Linked DNA regions of Mus musculus: region 1 is linked to region 2. The links are chromatin contacts, called in public Hi-C maps. All regions are on one chromosome and are shown on one strand. Each heading gives the region's core, a stretch centred on a gene start, on an enhancer-like site or on the middle of the called end of the contact. The rest is flanking DNA. Distances are from core to core; before and after follow the strand shown.

Region 1 (5,528 bases), core at 1,202-3,701, 410 kb before region 2:
AACCAAAAAAAAAAAAAAAAAAAAAAAAAAAAAAAAAAAAGCAGAGGAGAGGATGGCAGGAGATTCAGGAGATTGAGATGATGTAGACTGTGGGGACTGCATCTTGGAAACTGGCATGTATCAGTACTTTGCAGTTTTGTGAGATTGATGATCTACAAAAAAACAAAAGGATGAGAGTCTGTGAAGGATGCTGGTGATGTGGAAGAGTCCTTCTTCTCAGGTACAAGTCAGTTTCTATCAAAGTACATCCACAGAAAATTTTTAGGGGGGGAGGGATACAATGTTTAAAAAATAAAATTCTTGATAATCAGGAGAGTGATATTTTTCTTTAGTAGTACACACCAGATTTGCCAATAGGCAAACATGCTCTAAAAGATTTGCTGTTCTCCTCCATAGCGACTGAGATCATAGTTCTCAGAGAGAACTGTGATACTTCTGCTTTTAGGGAGCATGTGTGCTTATATGTGCTTCCCATGGCTGCTCATTCAAGCAGTAAGAGCTAGCACCCAGTTATGTGTAATTTCCAGGTCTGCATCCATGCTGAGGCCATACTTCCTTAATTAAGTAAATCGTCATATACATCTGCATACTGTATTCCTGTCTGAGTGGCAGCCATGAGGAACAAAAGATGTGTCGAAGGAGAAAATCTGCCATACATGTCCACATTTATAAGGGAGGGCTATCCAAGTGTGTCCAAAAATATACTACTTGTAAATATGGGTCTCCAGGAGCATTGCCTGATTAGCCTACAGTTTGAGGACTGGTGAGTCACCAAGGTTATCCTGCTAGGTTTAGCTCTGCCTTTTCATAAATCTCTCCCTTCCATAACCCCATAAACTCATGAATTAACAGAAAGGCTCAGCTACCACACTAGAGACAATAAACACAGTCACAATAACCAAAATGGTCAGAGGCAGGTGGATCTCTGTGAGTTCAGAGGAAGCCTAGTCTATATAATGAGTTCCAGAATAGACAGAAGTAAAAGAGTTCCTGTTCCAAAAGGAAAGAGAAAGAAAAATAATGAGGGAGGAGGGAGGGAGGGGAGGAGGGAGGGAGGGAGGGAGAGAAGAAGGGAGGAATGAAGGAAGGAAAATCCACTGTTATACCTTTCAACTGTTTGTATTCTCTTCTGTATTCATAAAACAAGACTACTGACATTGTCTGCCCAAATCAGGACACTTCAGCTGAGTGTTCAAGGGTAATGTGGGGTCTAATGATGAGTCCACATTACTTTTCTTGGTGATCACGATCATCTCCAACATGAAACCTGTCAGTTCTCGGATTATCTCCTTAACTGGAGCCCCACTGCCACTTTGCATCTACCCAACCGCTATACCCATCTCTGCCCATACCGTCCTCAGTCCACCCCCCTATCTTACAACTTCCCTTTTCTCCAAGATCCTTCCTTACAGCAAGGATCATCCTGGATGGTTCCTTTAATTTGCAACACAACCTAGAATCTCTTGAGAAAGGCAGAGAGCCTTAATGAAGGATTGCTACAGGAGATTCACCCATGGGCATGCCTGGCAGCAGTGAGAGTAAGGGGTGGGGGCTGGCGGGGAGGGGGAGAGCTTCACTGCCTTATTTGATGTTGAAAGATCCAGCCTGAAAGTTGGTAGCACAATTCTAATTTGTGGCTCTAGATTGTATAAGAGTGAAGGAAGATAACTGCATTTATTTCTCGACAATCTTTACATGGCTATTAGGTGACTAGTTTTTGGGAGTTCCTGCAACTATGACTTCCTGACACTAGTGAACTGTAACCTAAAATAGTGAGCTAAAATGAACCTTTTATTCCCTAAATTGCTTCTGATCAGAGTATATGTATATATACTGATCAGTATATATATATAATACACATATATGTGGCATATATTAGATATATAATAAAAGGCATATATATTTATATATATATATATAATATAAATATATACACACACATACATATATGTATAATCACTACAACAACAAAATGAAACTAGAACACCACCCTGTCCAGCCGGGCAGCATCATGTCATGTGACCCTGTCTCTCCTGGCTCAGCATGTGGACACACTGATAAATAACCTCATTTCTTTTAAAGAAGACTTGTACCTCCTGCCAAAGACAAATGAATGCTAGCTCGGTTAAAAGTCCCTAAGCCATAAATTTTGCACAGGCTTAAGACATGGAGAACATTTCATTTCCCTTATGACTAACTAAAAAGAAAAGGAAAAAGAAAATGCTCCATCCAGCAGCCACCAAACACCTGAGCAGTCAGCTGTCAGGGTGATTCCATTCTAATGGTTTGCCCATGTGAGAGGAGAGAAAGAGATGCATCCTTCTTCACTCTTCGTGTGTTTTACTTCTGGCAATTGCTTCCATTGGCAAATGTGGAAACTCTTGCAACAGTCACGAATAAAACAAAGCTGCAAAGTTTCCATTTCATAGGCAAGCCAGGATTGCCTCAGAAATGGAAGCCCAGCAATATCACATGTGTCTCCCGGCATCCAGCTGGCAGCCCTTCTCCACCAATGTGTGCAAAGAGGTGCTCTCTTGAGCTCCAGCCAAGAGGTTTCAATCTTACCCACTTCTCAGCTTTCCTTTCCACAGGGAAGAGCTGGATTGCTTGTCAGATATATTCCAAGACACAATGCATGCAACCCCCAAGGCTCAGCCTGAGTTCTCATTCCAGTAAGTCCAACAGGAGAGACATAAGGTTAAGCATCAGCCCCCACCCAGATGGCATCCTTGCCTACATTTTCCACCTTATTTGCCATCAGTTCAATAGCACACAGCTGAACAAAGCTACCCCTCTGTGACTACAGATTTTTATGACGTGTTCTCAGCACCTGCCTCCTCCATCCATATCACTGTTTTCCTATTGAGTGTACTTTGTGCATATAGCTCCACCTTCGAATCGTATAGCTCCCTTAACTTCAGGGCTACATCTATGTGACTGGCTCAGTGACATTCAGTGTGTCCTCACTCTGTGGCCGGGTCTCCCAGAAGGCTCCAGAGCTCATCAACTTTCAAATAAACACTGGATCTTTTCAAATGATAACTCCTTAAATCCCTTCCACGGTAGCTGGCAATCAGAGCCTCACTTTCTGTCTCCATGAACTTGACAACTGGTACTTCATATGAAGGGAATCATACAACATGTATCCTGTGGCTAGCTTGTCTCTCTTAACATAACATATTAAGGTTCACCCATTTTTATCATATGTCAAAATTCCCTTTCCTTTAAGGTTGAACAATACTCCACAAAGTAGCTGCACACCTCCCATATCCATTTATTTACCCTGGGGCACATGAGTTATATCCACTGCTTATCTATTTATTGTACATAAAGGGAAAGGGATAATACTGTGCCATGGAGTTTTCAAATTGCAATTTGAGGTAAAAAGGAGAGATGCTATTGCATGAAGAAGTGAAGCTACCTGAGAGTCTTCAGTTTTATGTATAGAAAACAGCTGTTATGAGCCTCATGGGACTAAGGCAACCAGGGCTCCTCTAAGAAGGGTTCTCTCAATGCTGAGTGTTCAATCTGGATTCAAATTTCCTGTTGTCAGAGCAAGTGATACAGAGATGAATAAAAAATCCCTTTTCCTTTTCCTTGAGTGTAAGACAGAGATATATAGGTAAAGATACCACAAGAGAGTGTTGGGATAGCCTGTGGGTTCCCGAGCCAGAGGAGGGATGGTAGATTCTTGCCTATACCCCAAAAAGCTTTCAGAGAGCACAACAGGAGTGTGACTGCTCTCTACCCAAATCAGGCTTGGGTCTACTCAACTCCATAGAAAGGCCACATCCTGATAAAGCTGGTTAGTTTAAGGATGCCCCAAGAGAAGAGAGGCACAGGTGACTCCGGCAGAGTTGGTGAGGAGATGGCTCACTGAGGTGGAGCATGGAAAGGAGAGGGCCAGCTGTTAGAGTAGAATGTTGTAACCAGTCTTTGTTGCTTCAGGGTTAGATGGATTTTATTAACTATCAATTAAAATATACCATTACATGGTAGAGTTCAGTTCTTCCAAATACAGGACAGGAAAAGAGATTTAATCTTTATCGATCTTTATTTCTGATTATTATCCAATGTGCAATGACACTCGGACAGTGATTGAATTTCGGGAAGAAAGTTGAAGATTGCCAGATACCATCAGAAGTTTAGGAATAACAAAGGCAGGCGTGTGAGACCATTAAAGGCAGCCTGGTTTCTGGTTGAGCTATGTTTGAAACCCCAGAGACCCGACAAGGGATGGTAGGCATTTTGCCACACTCCTGAACACCAGGCTCCTGACACGAGGTCTCAGCTCTCCATAATTCTGTGGCCATCAGTCATGTAGAGCAATGCCCCAAACCCCTCCACAGGTAGAGGACATGACCACAGATCACATATCCTCAAGACAGATCTCCATTTTAATGAGGTACCTAAGGCCTGAAGGGCTTAGCAAATTAAGCTCTCCTCAGACACTCCTCCCTGCAAAAGTATTTAACCTCAGGCCTGCCCTGAGAAAGGGGGGTACAGTTTCACTCTTCACAACTTTCCACCATGACAATAAATGCCTTAAAGCCATGGACTTTCTCCTTTCGTCAAGATCCTTGTGGGGAGCAATGGAGCAGGTCTTCCTCTAAAGAGCAGGCTGCCTAGGCTCCCACAGAAAGCCTCTCAATGCTCCCAGCCACATTCTCTACCAAGCCAAGCCACCTGCAGAACAAGCCAAGGACTCTCTTCACCCTGCAGGACCCAGCTGATGCTCTCCTCCTCCATTTCCCCTTTAGCCCCGGGCTAGATCCAGCCAGCGGGACCCCACTCTGTTCTCAGCTCTTCCGTGGCATCCAGCAGCATCTGGGGTGCCCAAGAGTCTGAGAACCTGATGTCCCCTGCTCCGTGCAGGTCCCTGGAGCCAACACTGGCAGTCTGTGGGACCTCAGACTATGCCTCCCCATTCCCAGAGTGGGGTCCCGCAGCTTCTCATAGCCCGACAGCATGGGGAAAGCACAGTCAAAACTCCTGTGTCCCGCCTCCCCAGTAGCCCAAGCACTGGGGTGGACACAGGCCACCATTTAATGCACACAGGCTCTCTTCAGAGGGTGTGGGGGGTCTGTCCAACCTATGGAACTTTCCCCCTTAATTGTGAGAAGATGAATTTGTCTTGTGTGAAGTCACTAGATTAAAGTACTCTTTTCTAGCAGGCTGCCTTAGTCATCTGAGATAGCAGGTAAGAAGAGAAGATAGGAAAGGGAAAACAGAGAAACCAGAAAAGCTGAGTATTTCAAAGAGATCAGCCTGAGGCTGGACACAATACTGAGAGAAACCATGTTGCATGGATGGATTGAAAGACTAGAAGGATCTAGGCTGATCATAAAGCACAGAGCAGTGTGGGTTGGGGTGGGGAGTGATTATAGAAATGACATAAGCATAGAAGCCAATGTATAATAGCAAGTGGCATATAATAATGCTTAGAGACCCACTGGACAGTGCATAGGCAAGTCAAGGTAGAGATGAAAAGTAAAGAACACTGACTACAGGAGCAGTGGGATAACAGA
Region 2 (5,182 bases), core at 1,712-4,211:
CTCCTATGCCCCTTCTGCTGGCCTCTCTGCTCTGTGAGACTCAAATGCCAGCAATGCTGTTCTGAAGCTTGTTGTAACCTGAGTAGGTTTGTCCTTCCTCTGTTGGGATAACAACACTTGTGAGGCCCCTCTGCTCTCTCTGGCTACACAGCACATGAGCCTTTGGTCTCTGCTGACTTCCTCTGGACTGCCTGTGTCTCCTTTGTACATGGCTTAGTGGTGCTCTTCGGGTAAGTTAAGTGCAGTGCTATTAGTGGTAATGACTTTTGGCAGCTAATGGTCCCTATAAAGTCTGGACTATGTAATTCTGGGAGGTTCAGCCAGCAGATGACCTGAGGGAAGGAAAATGAAGCTTCCTGTCACCACCTGTCCCTGGAGGGAATTCTCAAGCTTTAGGCTGAGTCACACTGAGTCCTGGAAACAAAGATCTTCAGCATCACCTGCCCCTGGGAGTCTGCACCTTCTAACCAAAGGCTAGGAATGGTCAGTAGGAATGACAGCCACGCCAGTCACATTCTGAGAGATATCTGGAGCCTGCTGTCCACAGTGCTAAGGTCTTGAGGCTCTCTGCTTGCTTGGCCAGCCCTGAGCAGAAGAGGAAAGACCGATATGGTAGACAAAGGTGAGATTCCTGCCCACTCTCATTATTCACAGTTGAATGCCCAGTACCATCCCAGGGGAGCAACACATCTCTGTACATGCTACACTCATAACCACAAACACCAGTTTTAAAGTTTGACATAATTAGCCAGCATGTCAACATAAAATTACATTTTCTCCCATCCAAATCCTTCTTGAAATAATCATTTGGGTGGAGGGAAAGGGTGCCCTGAAGTTTTGTCAAAAGAAAACAGCTAAAGGTTAAAACAAAATTCCCCTCATGTCAGTGCCATGGATGTACTTGGCTGGTGCAAGATTTCATGATAAATGAGATGACAGTCGATATAAAACACTTAACCAATCCTGTGCAATCTCGAAGATGCCAGTAAACTCGGGTGGAGGCCTGGCGCTTTGGCGCCCCCTAGGAGTCCCGGGTGGAGCAAGCGCCCATTTCTCAAACTGCAAAGGAAGAATGGAAGAACTCAGTTTATTGTGAAGAGAACCAAGTTGATTTCTCTTTTCCAAGAAGCCATTCACTCTAGGCGTCCCCTGTCTCCTTGCCTGATGATAAATCTGGGTAAAAGTGCTGGACTGCTTCTGTGGGTAACATTGTATCGAACAGAGAGAAGGCCTGCCACATCTAGAATCACTTTTGATACTAAACCTTGTTCTAATTTTGGAGTCAAGGTCTCTGTGGTTATTTAAAGAACAAGTGTAACCCTAGGGGATTTTTTTCTTTCAATTTTCCAATGAAGTCAGAGGCCCTGTTCTTCAGCGTTAGTACATAGGGAAAAAAGAAGGAACAACTGGGACACTTTCTGGTAGACTGTGTTAACTCTAGCCACGACCTAAACTCTATGAGGAAGGAATAATGCAAAAACTGGGGGTGCTGTGTCTTGGCAGCTCTGGCCTTCACGGGTCTCATATTTTTTTCTTTGTAAAGGTCCAAAATTTTATCATTCTTATTTATAGTATCAAATAAGGGAGAACTAAATTTTACTAAAATTAAGACATAATTTTTTTAAAGGGGATATAAATTTGTAGAGAGAGCCACAGATACAGGGAGATGTAAAGACACACGGGTGGATGAATGTCCACTTCACCAGATAAGATATACATGATAGACGGAGGGATATGTGGGGGAAGTCGTCTTAATTTGCTTCCTGCATAAAATTGCACAGATCTCCCCAAAGACAATCTCCCCAGCCTATGGTAAACAACTCAAGAGTATCCAGGAAAGTCTCCTTCCAAGTCGGTCTCTCAAGTTCCCACCACTCATCCACGAATTGTTTTAAATAAATAAATAAACCGCGAAGTCTGTCGATTCAATTCTGGACCACCAGCGTCCTCTGTTGGTCACCTATAGGAGGAGCGTGCAGACTTTGGAGAGACTCGTACAAAAGAACTCAATAGCTGCGCTATTGCGCCTGGATTTCAAGTCAGAATGAACGGATTAGCAAGAACTCCAGTCTGCACTGGAGCACATCAGAAGTTGGTATAGGGGTCCAACGATGACTAAAACTCGTTGTGAACAGTATTCATTTTAAGGGCTGCTTGGCTACTAATCATGCATGCTTCAGTGTCTCAGTAGTTATTTTAACGCAGATGCGTCCGCTAAAAAGATTCTCCCAAACAAGAACTAGAGGAACTTCTCATCTTTAAAAAGAAAAAAACTGTCCTCACTCCTATCTGGGAAAGTGCAACGACGTATTTGAGTATTTTGAGTCCCTACCTCCTTGAAAAGCAAATCCTTTGCGCCCATAGCTGTCAGCGTGAGGTTGTGCGGTGCTGAGACTCTGGGAGCTAAAGTGGCCCGTGGTGCAGATTTAAACCTCGAGCTCTAAGGTTCTCCAGACCTCAAAGTGATCTGCGCGTTCTCGCTGGGAAATGCCTAATACAGCATACCCTACACGAGGAATTCCATTGCGGGAACTTTACAAAGTACACAGGCGCTGAATGGGTCCGGGCCAGCTTCCCAAACATAAACCATCCCTGGAAAGGCCAGCTTAGCCAGCCATCCAGGGGGAGGGGCTATAGGGTCCGGGACGCCAAATTGGCTGGGAGTCATTGAAGGAAGAGAAGACCAGAGTCCCTGGAGTGGCTGGGACTCTAGAGACGCAAGGTGGCCTGGAGCGCCTGTGGTTACCCGTGAAGAGGTGGCCCTGATACAGGGCGTGCGCACAGAGAGCAGGTGCCCGGTGAAGACGCGCGCAGCGCGCCCCCGTCCTCGTTCCCGCTTCGTCGGGAGGCGCGGGCCCCGGAGCGGAGCCTGCGCCGGCCCACCCCCCACCCTCGCCGTTCCGGGGCGTGTCCTCCGCCACCCCGGCTTCTATATATCGGCCTGCGCGCCCGGGCTGCCCAGATGCGAGCTTAGAGCGGCGACTGGGCGCTGAGGACCTGCTTGCTCGCTGCTCCCATCCCGCCGCCTCATCCCGCCGCCTCATCCCGCGTGCTCCACTCCGCTCCCCTCCACCGAGCCGTCCACCCGGCGCCATGCATCCCGCGCGCCCCGCGCTCTGGGCGGCTGCGCTCACTGCCCTCACTCTGCTCCGCGGACCGCCGGTGGCGCGAGCTGGCGCGGGCGCGGTGGGCGCGGGCCCCGTGGTGCGCTGCGAACCGTGCGACGCGCGTGCGCTGTCCCAGTGCGCGCCTCCGCCCACCGCGCCCGCGTGCACGGAGCTGGTGCGAGAGCCCGGCTGCGGCTGCTGCCTGACTTGCGCGCTGCGCGAAGGCGACGCGTGCGGCGTCTACACGGAGCGCTGTGGCACCGGCCTCCGCTGCCAGCCGCGGCCCGCGGAGCAGTACCCGCTGAGGGCGCTGCTGAATGGCCGCGGGTTCTGCGCCAACGCCAGCGCTGCAGGCAGCCTAAGCACCTACCTCCCCTCCCAACCTGCTCCAGGTAAGCTGTCCCTGCCACGTGCGCCACGCGCAACTCCCTGGGACCCGACGAGGGTGGCAGGGAGTGTATCTTCAGATGTTTGTCTTGGCTCATATTGAAGGTTGGAAAATGGACCCTGGGAGGCGGAGTGAGGCACTGAACCCATTTTTCCTCTTGCTTGGTTCTCAAAGTACAGCTTTTCTTATAAGTTGCAAAATGCGCTCTGTGAAAATAGGTAGAATTCAGTGCCAGGACGAGCGGGTAGCAAGGGAGACTGCCAGTGGACAGATCCCAGTCACTGGAGAGTCTCCTCGCTGAGCGGGGATACCCAGGTTTAGGTCTGTGTAACCCAGCTGTTGACCTGGGTTTTCATTCCTCATAAATTGGGAAGGAGCGCGTCTATCCCAGGGAAGCTTGAGTGTAGGAATCCCGGGTTGGATCCGGACCATGAAGGTATTTGCAGGCAGCCACGCTGTTGGAAACAGTACCTGTCTTGAAACATCCTATCATTTGCACGGGCTAATTGGCAACGCAGGATTGTGTCCCAATTTATCCAAAAACTAACGAGATGAAATTAAGAGCACTGGTGTCTTTGAAACTGTGAAACCTAAAGTTCAAAACTGCTCAGTGTCACCAGGAGCTGCAAAAAGGTTTGAGCCCGGTTCGGGCCCCATAGGCGCCATCCTATGCTCTGCAGCAGCGCCTTCCAGATTCAGAGACTGCATTTGGTGCAGAGGATGCAGACTCAGGCCGGTTCCCTGCCAAAGCAGAGACTAGAAATGCGAAGTACGACCCAGGAATGTTACTCTTTCTAATTCGACCTAGGTGCAGCAGCAGCAGCAGTGGGGACAGCGACAGCGCCAATGAGAAAAATGCAAACGTTTAACAGTTACCTCTCCTGCTGCAAGCCCTACCAAGCAGGCAGTCACTCTAAGGGCATCCTTCGTTCCTTTAAGGAAAAAACAAAACAAAACAGAAACATTTAAATGGATTTGGCAGCTGTTGCTCTAAATGGCCAGCATTCTTAGCTGTTGCTCTAAATGGCCAGCATTCCTAGCCAGTCTCGCTTAGTTATGTGAGTCAAGTTCTTGCCCTGAACATCTGAAGGCTAGAATTCTCCGGTTTCCCACACCAGGCTGGCAGATGGTGCAGATCGAGCCCCCAGGACCAGGGCTAGCTGGGTAGAGAGTCTCTTTATGATTTCTGTGGCTGCTGACCTACACTCCCGGGTACAGGCAAGTCCTGGTATGTTCATCCCCGAGAAGCATTGGATTCCTGGCAAAGCAAGATTCCAGTTGTTTCGCTGACTCAGACAAAGGCAAAATCATGCCATTTGCCTGTGTGTCTTTAACTTCTAGTGCGTTCTGTGGTATACCAAAAGCAATCTTAAGAAATACTAGCATTGCTATTTTGAGTTAAGCCTTAATGACCTCTATTAATAATCACCATTGAACACTGTAGTAAAAATTGATGTGAGCTTTAATTACAAAAGAGTTTGGAGGCTTCAATATCCATTGAAGGAAAAAATATAGTTCTGTGACACAATTCACAATTCCCTATTTAATAGTTCTATTGTAGTCAGCTATCTAAGGAGAACAAAGAGAAGGAAAAAAGGGACGTTTAAGAAATTACTCAGCTTCTTGGAAGATAAATACAAATACAATCATTTACATATTAGCATTTCCTTTGTCCCTGTACTTTCAA

What was found. A called contact is a pair of places that touch in the nucleus more often than the background predicts.
Region 1: a Hi-C map of uterus shows a contact between it and region 2, with 8 times the contacts expected there. The contact joins the enhancer-like site here to the promoter of Igfbp3 in region 2. A contact is called at or near these places in 4 of 39 promoter capture datasets (cranial neural crest, embryonic stem cells, hippocampal neurons and 1 more), 1 of 15 datasets of contacts at CTCF or cohesin (embryonic stem cells), 7 of 484 Hi-C or Micro-C datasets (adipose-derived mesenchymal stem cells, embryonic stem cells and uterus), 5 of 115 datasets of contacts at active chromatin or transcription factors (cardiomyocytes, embryonic stem cells, neural tube and 1 more) and 1 of 9 other capture datasets (adipose tissue).

What each region holds. Positions count from the first base shown.
Region 1 is chr11:7,622,399-7,627,926 of GRCm38.p6, reverse strand. No RefSeq gene overlaps it. Among named protein-coding and RNA genes, the nearest start is that of Gm36720, 200 kb to the right of the region's middle. Within about 2 kb of position 2,451, at least 7 of the 459 cell types and tissues checked have an H3K27ac peak or open chromatin away from gene starts, as enhancers often do. A contact at or near this core is called in adipose tissue and uterus, where this site is marked.
Region 2 is chr11:7,211,702-7,216,883 of GRCm38.p6, reverse strand. It overlaps Igfbp3 (insulin-like growth factor binding protein 3), which reads left to right and starts at 2,961. Exons shown (of 5, transcript NM_008343.2): 1 at 2,961-3,499. The coding sequence starts at 3,094.